3 separate regions of the Mus musculus genome follow, and all the other regions are linked to region 3. The links are chromatin contacts, called in public HiChIP or PLAC-seq maps. All regions are on one chromosome and are shown on one strand. Each heading gives the region's core, a stretch centred on a gene start, on an enhancer-like site or on the middle of the called end of the contact. The rest is flanking DNA. Distances are from core to core; before and after follow the strand shown.

What was found. HiChIP or PLAC-seq counts read pairs in DNA pulled down with a chosen protein or histone mark.
Region 1: an H3K27ac HiChIP or PLAC-seq map of embryonic stem cells shows a contact between it and region 3, with 8 read pairs. The contact joins the enhancer-like site here to the promoter of Oxsr1 in region 3. A contact is called at or near these places in 6 of 39 promoter capture datasets (the 3T3-L1 cell line, 3T3-L1-derived adipocytes, liver and 2 more), 7 of 484 Hi-C or Micro-C datasets (B cells, CD8 T cells, Th1 cells and 4 more), 9 of 115 datasets of contacts at active chromatin or transcription factors (the HPC-7 cell line, the SCID.adh cell line, bone marrow-derived macrophages and 3 more) and 2 of 9 other capture datasets (adipose tissue and pancreatic islet).
Region 2: an H3K27ac HiChIP or PLAC-seq map of trophoblast stem cells shows a contact between it and region 3, with 23 read pairs. The contact joins the enhancer-like site here to the promoter of Oxsr1 in region 3. A contact is called at or near these places in 1 of 484 Hi-C or Micro-C datasets (rod photoreceptor), 5 of 115 datasets of contacts at active chromatin or transcription factors (bone marrow-derived macrophages, embryonic stem cells, epiblast stem cells and 1 more) and 3 of 9 other capture datasets (adipose tissue, liver and pancreatic islet).

Annotation. Positions count from the first base shown.
Region 1 is chr9:119,268,627-119,273,117 of GRCm38.p6, reverse strand. Oxsr1 (oxidative-stress responsive 1) reads left to right here. Exons shown (of 18, transcript NM_133985.2): 5 at 134-189; 6 at 4,329-4,438. Among named protein-coding and RNA genes, the nearest start is that of Oxsr1, 52 kb to the left of the region's middle. Within about 2 kb of position 1,462, at least 25 of the 459 cell types and tissues checked have an H3K27ac peak or open chromatin away from gene starts, as enhancers often do. A contact at or near this core is called in Th1 cells, embryonic stem cells and trophoblast stem cells, where this site is marked.
Region 2 is chr9:119,379,968-119,384,203 of GRCm38.p6, reverse strand. Xylb (xylulokinase homolog (H. influenzae)) reads right to left here. Exons shown (of 19, transcript NM_001033209.3): 11 at 4,178-4,218; 12 at 3,505-3,620; 13 at 2,587-2,702; 14 at 1,877-1,950; 15 at 771-867. Among named protein-coding and RNA genes, the nearest start is that of Acvr2b, 20 kb to the left of the region's middle. Within about 2 kb of position 1,668, at least 10 of the 459 cell types and tissues checked have an H3K27ac peak or open chromatin away from gene starts, as enhancers often do. A contact at or near this core is called in trophoblast stem cells, where this site is marked.
Region 3 is chr9:119,319,671-119,324,198 of GRCm38.p6, reverse strand. It overlaps Oxsr1 (oxidative-stress responsive 1), which reads left to right and starts at 1,772. Exons shown (of 18, transcript NM_133985.2): 1 at 1,772-2,194. The coding sequence starts at 2,125.

The DNA of each region.
Region 1 (4,491 bases), core at 213-2,712, 51 kb after region 3:
AAAAAAAAGTATTGGTTTAATACTCTTTAATATAAAACAGTATTTAAATACTGCAAATGTATTGTAAATAAACAGTTGCTTAAATTTTGCCATTCTAAAGAACAAATGTTTGATGGTGTTTTTTTCTTTGAAGAGATGTGAAAGCTGGAAACATTCTTCTAGGAGAAGACGGCTCTGTGCAGATTGCAGGTAATGATGAACAGGGCCGCCGTGTTTTTCTGGTTTGTGTGAGTGTGTGTACCCGACTGTGTGTGCGTCCACCTGTGTGACTCTGTGTGCGTGCATGTGTGTGTGCACGGGAATGTGAGTGTGTGTTTGTGTGTATGTCACATGATGCATGCATATGCTTTCACCTTTGCTTCAGAGCATCCTGAGCATTGAGCATTCATTACGTGTAGCTCCCATGCCTGCCTAACATCTGTGTGGGTGCTGGGGATTCGGACCTAGATCCTCATGCTTGTGTAGAAAGGATCTTACCCACTGAGCCCCCATCCCAGTTCACAGTACTTCGTTTTATTTTGATATAATAGCCAGCAGAACCACCTTATTTGTTTTTTATGTTTTCTTAGTATCTGATGATCCTGTTCTTAGGACATCTTTCTATGTAAGCACCCTCTAAAGATGGCCTCTATCTCACCTAGGTATTTCACTGGGCATCACTCATTGCTCCCTATTATTTTCCCACTCCTCATCTTCATTAGGTGTAGGATCTTCTGATAGGGTTCTGTCTCAGAGCAGCCCGTGCTTATTTAAAGGAGAAACAGTTATCACCTCAGATGAGAGGTGATACAAAGTGATGGCTGGTTTTAATTGTCAACTTACTCACTCTAGAGCCTGGGACAGAAGTCTCCATAAGCAGATCAGGCTTTTGTCAAAAGAGACACTTTTTCACTGAAGACAAGATGCAGAGTAGGGTAATTCCAGCATTAATATACGTGCAACGGCATGTGTCTGACCCTGACTGGAGGAGAGAGCAGATCAGGCTGGCCTATGTGATGTGTTTATAAAAAGATAAAGAGAAGGGGCATACCTTCTATGGTTCTATGGAGGTGTGGTCAGATGTGGGGGAGGGGTGCCTTCGCTGGCTGTCCTGAGGCATCCCTTCCCCCCGAGGGACCAGCCACACAATGGTATAATATAGAGTAGAGTTTATTCAGGGGTGGGGAGAGTAGTAGAGGCAGAGAGAGATGTGGGGCGGGAGGGGAGGAGAAGAGGAGAAGCAGCAGGTCATGAGCATGGGGAGAGAGAGGGTAAGGGAAGAACAAGAGCAAGAGAGAGCAAGAGAGCAGCACAGCAAGGAGGGGCGAGCAGCCCCTTTTACAGTGGGTCAGGCCTACCTGGCTGTTCCCAGTTAACTGTGGGGTGGAGCTTAGACACAATGCTAACACTATGGGCGTGTGTGGGGTATTCTGAATTAGGTTAATTGAACTGGGCTGACTCACCATGAATGTGGGTGTCACCATTTTATGTGCTAGCTGCTGTGCTGTGAATGAAAGGAGAGTCAGCTGAGTACCAGCGTGAACACATACATCGGTGGCTTGCTGGTCTTGGCTGGAAACACAGTGTGAGCAGCTCTTTCAGGTTCCTGTCACCTTGACTCTTAAATATGAGTGAGCTGTATAACCTAGAATCATGAGTCAGGAAAACTCCTGTCCCCTTGAGTGGCTTTTTAAAGTCACAGCACTAGGAAGGGATAACCCAAGGGTGCCATGGAGTCTCTGCCTTTTAGGGAGCACAGTTCTGGTAGTCTTAGAGCTTAGGGGGAGACTGGAAGTCATGTCTTCCCACAGTTCTGATAGTCTTAGAGCTTAGGGAAGACTGGACGTCATGTCTTCCCACAGTTCTGGTAGTCTTAGAGCTTAGGGGAGACTGGAAGTCATGTCTTCCCACAGATGGCTGTTTTGACTGAACAGTCTCCTTCTGTTTGCTCTCAGACTGCTACCATAATCAAGTGAATCAGGATAATATATTCAGTTTTTAAAAGAAAATTTAGGCGAGTACCTTTAAATCCTGAAGTAAGGTAATAATTTTATCCAACATAAAGTTGATTCCTTTACCATTAACTCTCTTTTTGTCAAAAGAGACACTTTTTCACTAAAGACAAGACGCAGAGTAGGGTAATTCCAGCATTAATATACGTTCAATGGCATGTGTCTGACCCTGACTGGAGGAGAAAGCAGAGGCTTTCAGGGGCTCACCAGCTAGCTAGTCTATCCCAAACCACAAGCTCAAGGCGTAGTGAGAGGCTGTCTCTCAAAAATGAGATGGACACACACACACACACACACACACACACACACACACACACACAAATGAACATAGTGATTGAGGACTACAACCAGTATCACAAACATGCACAGGTGAGCGCCCTTCCATGTACACACATACATGTACTATCAATGGGAGAGATGCAGAGCAAAGGCGTGTAAGGCACTGAACATAAAGCACTTACTAAATGCCAAGTGACTGCCTTCACCACAACACCCAACAGAACCAATTGACGGTGCAGAGCAAGAGCACAGCATCTTAGCTGGTGGTAGAAGCAAGTCTGAGTCTCTGGTGGCTTCATTGAAGTTGAGGATGTGCACATGCAGAGCTATGGCTTCTACTGTGTAGACTGGAGAAAGTCATCCTCACGTGGGCGCCAGCCATCTCAGTCCGGAGTTCAGACATTCCTGATGCCGTTTACAGGTAGACGGTAGACAGAAATTGTGGTTGGTTTTCACACCAGCATACCACATGATGAAAAGTAATACAACTCTGTTACCTAAAAAGCAATGAGGAATTATGAAGTTATGATATGGGAAGGTGTGCTGAACATGAGGACCTTTGTCTAGCTGTGTGTCCAGTGAGCAGAGCTCTGCTGCTCGTGTCCCGTACCCACTCTTTAACTAACTCACAGCAATTTTATTTCTTTTTTTGTTGTGTTGTAATGGAAAATATACCAGTGTTAACCATTCTTAAGTGTAAGTTTTGTGGCTATAAGAGATAGTGTATACCTAAAAATACAACCCACAGATTCACATACATCACATTTTTTACACATTGATATATCAGTGAATTGTCAAATTGTATATCTTTTTGTCTATGTTGAAAAATGTTGTTATAAATTGTGCATAACTGTCTCAGCTCCTGTTTCTGTCCTTTCTTCTTCCCCCTTCCTTCTCCCCTCTCTCCCTTCTCCCCTTTTACTTCTCTCTTACTGTGTATAGCCCAGGCTAGCTTGAACTTCTGACTCCCCCATCTTCTGTGCTAGGACTGTAGCCATGTGTTACCATGCCTGGCTTATTTTCTTCTGGGTATATCTTCTTAGAATTGGTGGATCATATGATGATTTTACATTAACCTTTTTATAAAGAAATATTGTCCTATGTCATATAATCATTGTATTTTCATTTGTATCTGCAATTCATAAGGATTTCAGTTTCTCAACATCTATAACAAAACTAACTTTCTAGCTTTAAAATTTTTTTTAAGACAGTGGTTTGTTTGTTTGTTTTTTCTTTTTTCTTTTTTATATATAGCTAACCCAAGCTAGCCTGGAACTCACTATATAGACAAGGGTAGTCTGAGACTCATAGAGATCAGCTTGCCACTGCTGGAATTAAAGCTATATGCCACCATGTCTAGTTGCTAGGGTTTTTTGTCATCTAATTTATGTCTATCTTATGGTTTTGCCCTGTTCTTTTAAATGTGTTGTTTGTTGCTGTTTCATTGTAGACTTTTTCCCCCACCTCCTCCCCACCCCCTTTAAAGACAGAATCTCGCTTTGTAGCCTGTATTGGCTTCTGACTCTTTAGCACTGTAATGTAATGTAGTGATTCTTTGTACATTCTGGACATTAATACGTTTTCAGTCGTGACTTCAGATATATTCTCTGATTCTGTGATGTTTTTGTGTATGTATGTGTGTATGGAGGGGGGCTTTTGGTTTCATAGGTTTTTAGTCCAGGGCTAACTAGACCCATTGATTTGGATGGTAACCCTGAGGCAAGCAGAACGAGAACATCGGGAGAGTGTTTGTGGGGGTGGAAGCTGTGTGTGGCTGTCAGGAAGCTGAGAGCAGCAAGAAGGGGCCTGCAGCATGGGGTCTTTCCAGAGCATTGGCCACTCCTCGCCCAGTGGGCCCAGACCTCCACACCTCCCCAACTGCTGTCATCGTCTGACTCTGTACAGGGCTCATCCATTGACATACACATATATGTCATACAGAGCTCTCAGGGCTAACCTGGCCCAAAGCCCATCTGTGGCCAGCAGCCCAGGCTGGTGAGATGTGGGGAGATTCCCTGTTCGGCTGCTAAGGCTGCTGTACTGTCTGCTCTCTTTCAGATTTCGGCGTCAGTGCTTTTTTAGCCACTGGTGGTGACATTACCAGAAATAAAGTGAGAAAAACGTTTGTTGGCACCCCGTGCTGGATGGCACCCGAAGTTATGGAGCAGGTACTGTGGGTTTTGTGTTTTTGAAATGGTTCAGGATTTTGTTGTTAGACCAA
Region 2 (4,236 bases), core at 419-2,918, 60 kb before region 3:
TCCAGTGCTCTTAACTACTGAGCCATCTCTCCAGACCGAGTCTTGCTTTTTAACAGCAAGTTAAAAGAGGGTAAGTATCTTTATGGTCTAAAGGAATTGCTTATTAAGTATCACATATGGTCCTCACGTGCCTTCTCCACTCTAGGCTGCTGGGGTGGCCCCTCCACACCTAAATGTCCATTATTGATGGTCCAAAGACCCCTGCTAGGCACTCAGAACCAACTTCTCTGCCCTGCTTACACAATCTTGTTTCTTAGAAAATTCTGGGGGCTTCAGAGACCTTCTGGATTTAAAAAAATACAATCTGCCAAATGATGTTGGCTTGCTTTTAATCCCAGCATGTGAGGAAGAGGCAGAGGCAGGCAGCAATTCTCTAAGTTCAAGGCCATCTTGGTCTACAGAATGAGTTCTAGGACACCCAGGGCTATATTGAGAAACCCTGTCTCAAAAAACTAAGTTTTAGGATGTTTATCTGTAGCTAGCACACAGCTGTGGGCACAAGAAGACCTCTCCTAATGTCTACAGTCCATGACCTAGCGATCAGTTTAACAGTGACAGAACTGAGAAGCAGATCGCCCTGCCTCTACATCTATACCTGCTCTCTAAGGCACCTCAGTTGCTTTCTCACCCCACCCAGAACCAAGTCCACCCACCATCTCACTACAGCATCTTATAATGTAAGACCTGAATAGACACTCTCTGAGCCCCACCCCCACCTCCCCGGAAGCCCCACATGACCCCAGGACATGTCCAGCTGGTCCCTTACTTACTGACTCTGTAGCCTAGGCCTTCTGCATGAATCCTCTTGGCCATGAATTGTCCTTCAATCAGTGCTCGGATCTCCACATCCCCAGGGAATGCTGAAACCTGTCCCCAGAAAATAGGCACAGCGTGAGGGACTCTGTGTGTGTGTATGTGTGTGTGCACATGTGTGCATGTGTGTAAAATAGGTACAGTGTGAGGGACTCTGGGTGTCCATGTGTGTGTGTGTGTGTGTGTGTGTGTGTGTGTGTGTGTGTGTGTAAAATAGGTATAGTGTGAGGGACTGAGTGTCCAAGTCTATGTTTGTGCATATGTGTGTAAAAGGGTCACACGGAAATGAGAGAAACACAGCTTCTAGCCAAGAAGGTCTGGGTTCGAGCCTCCTCCACCACCTATGTGCTTGTGACTTTGGGCAGGCCATGAAGGCTAAGCCTCCACTTTCACATCTGTAAAAAGGGCTATCAGTGCCTACATCACAGAGTTGAAAGTGAAATCACAAGCATGATGCCTGGAACCCAGGGCTCCTCAAGCAAATGTCACTGTCTCTCTAAAGGGCCTTTTCCACTAGGAAGAAATTCCTGCCTTCAGGACCCAAGAGCTGCAGTGCAGTGGAAGATCCGGTTACCAAGGAAACGTCCTGCAACAAACAGCAGTCGGGAACTGTCAGGAGCTTACAGAGCACTGTGGTTGCTTGCATTCTTCCTTGGGGGAGGGGCAGGACCTGTCTAAGCCCCTCCTGAGACCCCAACTCTAGAATGCACCCGAGCACACCTGTAGATGAGCAGGCGATGCACCCCTAAAAGCTTGTTACACAGGGCTCAACGCCAGAGTCAATGCATGCAGCTCTAAAGCCTGCAGCGTACGTGCCTGAGGCTGGGAAGTCAGCTGCTGGTTAGAGTGCTTTCCGGGTAGCAAGAGGACCTGAGTCTGGAGCCTCCTACGGTGGAGCTGGAGAATCCCCTGAGGAAGCTCTGGCTTTGACTGAGAGAACCTGTCCCAATGAATACGGCCAAAGAACAGCCCAGGAAGACTCCACGCACACCGGCAACACACATGTAAACACACACACACACACACACACACACACACACACACACGAAAAAGACACAAGTACCTCCATGTTTTCCGCATTAAACCTATGACGCCCAATAATTTCAGGGGTGATCTCCATTACATCGAAATAAAAACCTGAAGCAAAAGCAGAAAGGGATTATAGCTGTCGCCACCTCAGAGCCAAAAAAATACAGTTTCTCAAAAAACTTCCAAAAAGATGAAGCAAAAGTTATGTCATCTGTGCCTCAGTCTCCTCCCGCCCCCCAGAGGAGCCCTGTGATATCCTGCGACCTTTCTCTCACGGGACAGAGGGGACTGGAAAGGCCCGGGCTGTTCTGAGGCAACCTCTCTTATTCCACTTGGCAGCTCAGCTGAAGAACAGCTGTCTCACTAACCCTGAGCACCAGGTGAGGGATGCTAGGAGAGACATGTCCCTTCCTTCCTCAGGACATAGCCTGCTGCTGCCTTCTGTCTGGGGCAGACACCTGCATACTGAGAAGGAGCGGGCCACGGGAGATCCTGTGGCAAACCACCTCTGATGCCATCTCCAGGGATATTCAAGGGGACGAAGATATAACTCGAGTCTGACCTTTCACTGGAGGTTTAGGGAGCAGCAGCCAAGGGTAACCACGTGAGTGCACCCTCAGAACCTGGGGACCCACACCAGCTCATGAGAACACATGTGGAGACAGAAAGCACCCCTCCCAGCTTCTACACACCCCAACTCATGGTGCTCCGAGCCTTGCTGCCCTGTCCACAGGCCCAGCCTACCCAAGTTTCCGTTGTTCCCCATCGCCGTGGACTTCAGGGCCTTAGAGAACTTGTTCCAGGAACAGGAGGCCGACTCATCTCGGATCTTCTCTCTCATGAGGGAGCCGTTTTTAAAGCTGCAGAAACAGACACAGTATGAGCCCTGGGCTCCCAGGTTTGGTGATGTTAGGTTGGAATCCAGGTGCCCCCCCCCCCCCATGCTAGGCAAGGATTTTCTCCCAGACTGGACACAGGGTTGTTGAAAGAGTCCCAGGCAGAAGGTCTCCAGGTCAGGCTAGACCACAACCCATGGGAGGGGCATAACAGGCAGCCCAAATCTCAAGTATTTTAGTGTCTCCTTTGGTTTCATGGACATCCTGGAAGGTACTAGACTCACGCTTATCTTGGGATATGTTTATGCTGGCCACTGCACAGAGGGACCCACACAGGGCTCTCTATACCTTGCTTCTGCTCTTCAATAGCGCTGGGTACTAGCCCAACTAGACCTGAATATTCTCCAGTAGTTCTAGATGCTTACAGCTCAAAAGCCTTCTGAGCCAAGTTGCTTCCAACAGGTACCAAAGGCCTGTGACCAGGACATGGAGCATGCAGCTGCTGTAAGAACTCTCGGAAGCAAGCTGTCCCCAGATCATTTGCTGAGGGTCAATTTAAACATGTAGGTCAGAGCGCCACGAAGCACACGCCTTACTTACAAAACCAGTGCCATCCAGGACAGCATTGGAGGTGGAGTTTGCACCTAAGCTTGGGGGCCTATAGGTCTTTGGCTCTTCCCCAGATGGTTCTGCTGTCAAGCAAAAACTCATGTGTCCTGTGGCCTTAGCTGCCCACGAGGCAATTTCGTAGGAAGAGCTTGGGGGTGTCTGGTTGTGCCTGGTCTGTGTGCACTTTCTTTCCCCAGCCCAGAAATTCCAGGATTACCATAGAAGCGCCATGTAATGCTGCGGATCCACTGGGTTGCAGAAGATGTGGCCTTCCAAGGCAGGCATGGGCTTCTGGAGCCAGAGAAACAGGGTGTCGCTGGTGCCCAGGCTGACCTGAGGAGAGCAGAGCAGAGGGTGAGGTGCCTGGGGCTTGCCTACAAGTGTCCTCTGCCAGTGATGCACTCCGCACCCCACCCTGCCTTCATCCAGTCACTTTGACCCTCATACTGTAAGTGATAACTGCTGACCCTCCTTTTTTTCTTGACTCTCCTCATACCACGTGAGTTAAAAGTCAGCTACCCAGAGTCAGTCTCTTGTGGTCACCATCACGGACTTTCTAGAGCCTAATTCCGAATCATCGAAGTAATGGTTTCCCAAATGGCTCCCCTGGTAGATATAGAAAAGCCATTGAGGAAATCTTCCCACAGACCTGGGAGCTCACAGCAGCCTAACCCTCTTCCAACCCTCGGCTACTGCGCCCAGCAGGCAGTCACTGTCAAGCGGACAGGGGTCATGCCTGACATCAGCAAAGGACAATGACCTAAAGAAAGCCAGTGGACCTCCATCCTCTTTAGAGGCAGCAGACCCTCTGGCAGTAGCCAACACACAGCTGAGACTCGGCACCCCAGTCCCCAGGACAGTAGGTCTGCAGGTGTGAGAAGTCACCTTACCGCAATATCTCCTTCCTCCAGCCTCATGCCGGCCAGTGACGCTGGGAATGGAAGGGGAG
Region 3 (4,528 bases), core at 523-3,022:
ACAGGGGAAACAAAATGACCAGATTTATAGAGAAGGTTCCTGCTCTACCAATCCACTGAGGTACATGAATGAGGAGGTAAGCAAGAACACATTAATGAATGCACTATAATGTTATCTAATAATAATTAAGACCCAGTATCTTGAAATTTCACCATGAAACTGGTAGTTCCTTTTCTTGGGGGAAGGGGAAAGAAGGCAGTCCCAAATTCTAAGTTATATAATTTATTTTCATGGTAATGAAAGAAAATTGTAAAGTGTATCCGTGGTCCACAGAGCCCAACAATTCCAGATTATTTTTGGCTTATTGGTTTTCTATTGGTACACACCATGAAGAGTTCCAATCTGTCCCCACTTCCTCTCGATGTTACTTTTATTCTTCTTCCAGCAAGAAAAAGTTATCACACGCACTAAATGTGTCACAAGTAGTGGCTGCAACAAATTTCTTCCTTCCTTCCTTCCTTATTTTTTTTTTTAAAGATTTTATTTATTTTATATATATGAGTACACTGTAGCTGTATTTAGACATACCAAATGAGGGCATTGGATCCCATTTCAGATGGTTGTGAGCCACCATGTGGTTGCTGGGAATTGACCTCAGGACCTCTGGAAGAGCAGTCAGTGCTCTCAACCACTGAGCCATTTCTCCAGCCCTGAAACACATTTCTACAGCAAGACCTTGCACCTTTGCCGGGTCTGGAATATTCTGTCCTCCCATTTTCTGTTTGCTGAGATCCCCTTAGCACTGTAAGGTCTGGCCCAAATGGGACCTCTTCTTGAGATGTTCCATAAGTCCTATCAACCAGACGCGCTCATGGCCTTCCCACCGAAGAGCTCAGCAGTGCTGCTCAGCTGAACACTTTGTCCGCAGCGACCCTGTCCAGGTTGATGTTTTAATGTTTTGTTTCACCAAAGCGCGATCTTCTAAGGCCAAGAAAACGGAACTTATTTTTGTGAAGATGACAAAAGCCAGGGCCGGGGGCCTAGAGCTGACCCCTAAGTCGCGTGACAGAAACCACTGAACAGTCAAGGCGCTGCCTGGGCAGAGACAACTAACCTAGGTCCCAGGCAGGTGCTGTTTCTTTAGACCCGAAGCGGAGAAAAGACAGAAACCGCTTCCTCCCGGATCCTGGAGGCGGCGCTGAGTACTTCCGCCTTAGGAAAAAAAAAAATGTCATCACGGGCCGAGCTTCCGGCTCCACTCGGGAGCCCGCAAGACCTTTTATCCTAGTTGGCCTTCGTCCGCGCACCCCACCCGGCCGCTCCCTCGGGCTTCTCCACACCCCGGGGCGCGGTTTGCACGTCTCGAGGGTGTGACCGTGACGCCGTGACGTCACCTCAGCGAACCCGGTCCTGAAAGGTTTTGGCGCTCGGTAGGAACTGGGAGTCAAGTTCCCGGAGGCGGGACTAACATATGACTGATGTCCACACGCTCCAGTTGCCGTTCTCATGCTTTCTCAAACCAACCAATGAATGCAAAGCAGAGAGGGCAACGCCCCTCCCTCAGCTTCTAGAGGAAGCGCCGCTCCTTCGGTTTAGCACTCAGTGGCCGCCATGCTTGGTGTGGCTCCTCGTTCTGCGGCAGTTTGCTCTGTTTTGGCTTTCAGACGCCCTCAGTGAACTCCTCCACGAGCACTTCTGCTCTCTAACTATCGACTTCCACTCTTTCCGGCTTCCTTCTCGCTTGCCTCTTGTCCGGCCACACTCAAGATGGCGGCCGGGGGGCGGCGAGCCGCGGCCAGGCTTCCCCGGCGTGGTGACGTCAGCGCGCTGCGTGTCGGCAGGTGGAGGGAGAAGGGAAAGTTTGGCCCGTGCTTGGGGTTCGGGTGGAGGGCGGGACGGAGGGGCAGGGCTGGGTAGAAGCTTGTTTCGCGGTGCCGCGGAGGTTAAGGCCGGCTCGTGGGCTGGGCCGGGGACTGCGGGACGCGGAGCCGCGGGAGGCGAGGTCGGTCGCAGCCGCGCGTCTCCGCCTCGGGGCCGCGCTTGACCCGCGCGCCCCGGCGTTGTGCGCCCCAAGGCTGGGCCAAGCGGCGGGTTGGGGGCGGCGGCTGGGCGTGGGGAGGCGCGCGGCGAGGTGACCTGAGAGCCCGGAGCGTGAGGAGCACGGAGCCAGGCGCTGCAGCCGTCATGTCCGAGGACTCGAGCGCCCTGCCCTGGTCCATCAACAGGGACGACTACGAGCTGCAGGAGGTGATAGGTGAGAGCCGAGGGGCGACGCGCCGGGGTTCTGGGCCCGAGCCTTGCTGGGCACTGGTGCGAGCCGTGCGCCTAGGGTGGGGCTCCCTTCGGAGGGAGAAGCGTACCTGAGACAGATGCGTCCTGTGCAGAAGAGCCATGTGGATGGGCGGCAGGCCTGGCTCAGGGGGCACTAGGGTCCGTGGGCAGAGCCGCGTGGCTCTGGGATTGTGGGGTCTGTGCACTTGAGTCCATCCCTGCATCCACGCGACGATGCACTATTTCGCAGGTGTGAGGCTGAGGGCAGCTCCAGGTACCGGTGCTGAGCAGGTTAGACCCGCCTCTAGCTCTTTACAACTGACTTCTCAGATCCCGGAGGCAGACGTCAACTACATAGAAAGAATGGGAAAAGCGGTAACAGGTCTCAGTAGGTGGCCGGAAGGAACCGGGCAAGATGTTATAAGGAGTGGTTTGAACAAGTTACGTGATTTCAAGGAAAAGTTGAGCCCTCAAAGCGAGTCGGAGGAAGATCGCCTTTCCCCCTCCATTGAGGAATAAGAAAATACTTAGACTCTGAGGAGAGAGAGAGTGCTTGATAAGTTGAGGGACCAGAAAGAGGGCACACATTAGTCTCAGGGACCTTTAAAGCTATGGTAAAGATTTGGAGTTTCAAGTTGTCCTTGGAGGGCTTCAACTAGGGACCATGGCTCGCTCCATAAATCTGGCTATTATGTGTGAAGTGGCCCTGAATAAGATCCGAGAATACCAGTTGGTCGACAGCAAGCATGGATTGTTACTCTCAGAGGTGCAGCGTGCTTGAGGAGGTTAAGCGGCTAGGGATGAGGGAGAGTTTGTAGCCCAGCAGTAATGCAGTGGCCATAGAAATCGAAGGGAAATGGGTTTAGCAAAACAAAGGCTTAATCAGCAGACCACTGTTTGTTGGAAGAAGTCTGTCTACACTGATAGCATTCTACCTTAAAATTAGCTTTACAATAGAGACCTGCCAAAAATCCCAGAGCTTCCTTAAAGGTGCCAGTGTTTATTTCTCGGTGTTAAGGAGAGCAAAAACAAAAAGCCACCAAATTTCGTTGTAGGTCTCTGTGTGGCTCTGTGTAGGTTTATGTGCTCGTGTAAAGGCTAGCTTTTCACGTTCTTTTTTTGTTTGTTTCTTAGCTTTTTTTGGGGGGGGGGTGGAGGGGGAGGAGAAGGATAGGGTTTCTCTGTGTAGCCCTGGCTGTCCTGGAACTCACTTTGTAGACCAAGCTGGCCTTGAACTCAGAAATCCGCCTGCCTCTGCCTCCCAAATGCTGGAATCAAAGGCGTGCGGTGCGCCACCACACCCGGCTTTCCCTTGCTTTTTGATGAGTCTCTTTAGTTGATCCGGAACTTACCTTTTGACTAGATTCCTAAGACGCCTGAGTCCTCCTGTCTCTGCCTGGAAGCACTTGGATTTCAGGCTCTTTCTAGGATCCCTGGGCCTCCCACTTCACATGGGGGCTGGGGATCCAAACTCAGGTTGCTAGTGTTCACTCAGCACACATTCTACACTGAGCTATCTCCCCAGCCCCCTCCTCCCCCCCCCCCCCGTTTTTTTTTTTTTTTTTAAAGGCAGGTCTCTGGTTGCTCAACTTGGCATCAGATTTGCTGTGTAGGTAAGATGGTTGCCATTTCTCTACATTTCAGCTTTATGCTTTCTCTGCCAAGCCTGATGACCTGAGTTCCATTCCTGGGACACTAGCGGAAGAAGGAGAAGCTTATATCCCCCCCAACCCCCAAGTGCAATGAAACATAAAAGATGCTTCATCTTTAAGTCACTTCATAGGTCTGTCCTTGCTGCATATTGGGTCTTTGACTGGTTGAACTAGGCATGTCTCTGTTTTTGTAAAGACGCTCTTGATTGGTTGTTTCTTGGGAACTTACTTTCATAATGAAGAGAGAGTTTAAATGGGAGACTCCAGAGTGATGTCAGAAAAATAAAGAAAGGGGATTCTGTTATTCTGGAAGAGTAACATTGTTCTTCCCTTCTGGTGGGGTGTGCATCCCTTCTGGTTGTCTACAGCTAGAGGACTGGTTATAGTTATCATCCCTGATGCTTCTGCTCTTCAGCTACAAACTCTGAGAGCTGCAAGGGCTGTGGAGATGGAGTGACACTAAGTTTGCCCAATGATAACTATAGAACAGGATGTCTTAGTGGGCAGTACAGAGGGAGTCTGGTAGTTCTGAGAGTAGATTCACACCCCACTCATAGAGTGGTCCATGGTTCGTCACAGGTTAAGAATGCCAGTGTGATTGGGTCACCTTTTACAAAACAACCTGCCAGCTGGAGAGATGGCTTAGAAGTTAAGAGCATTTACTA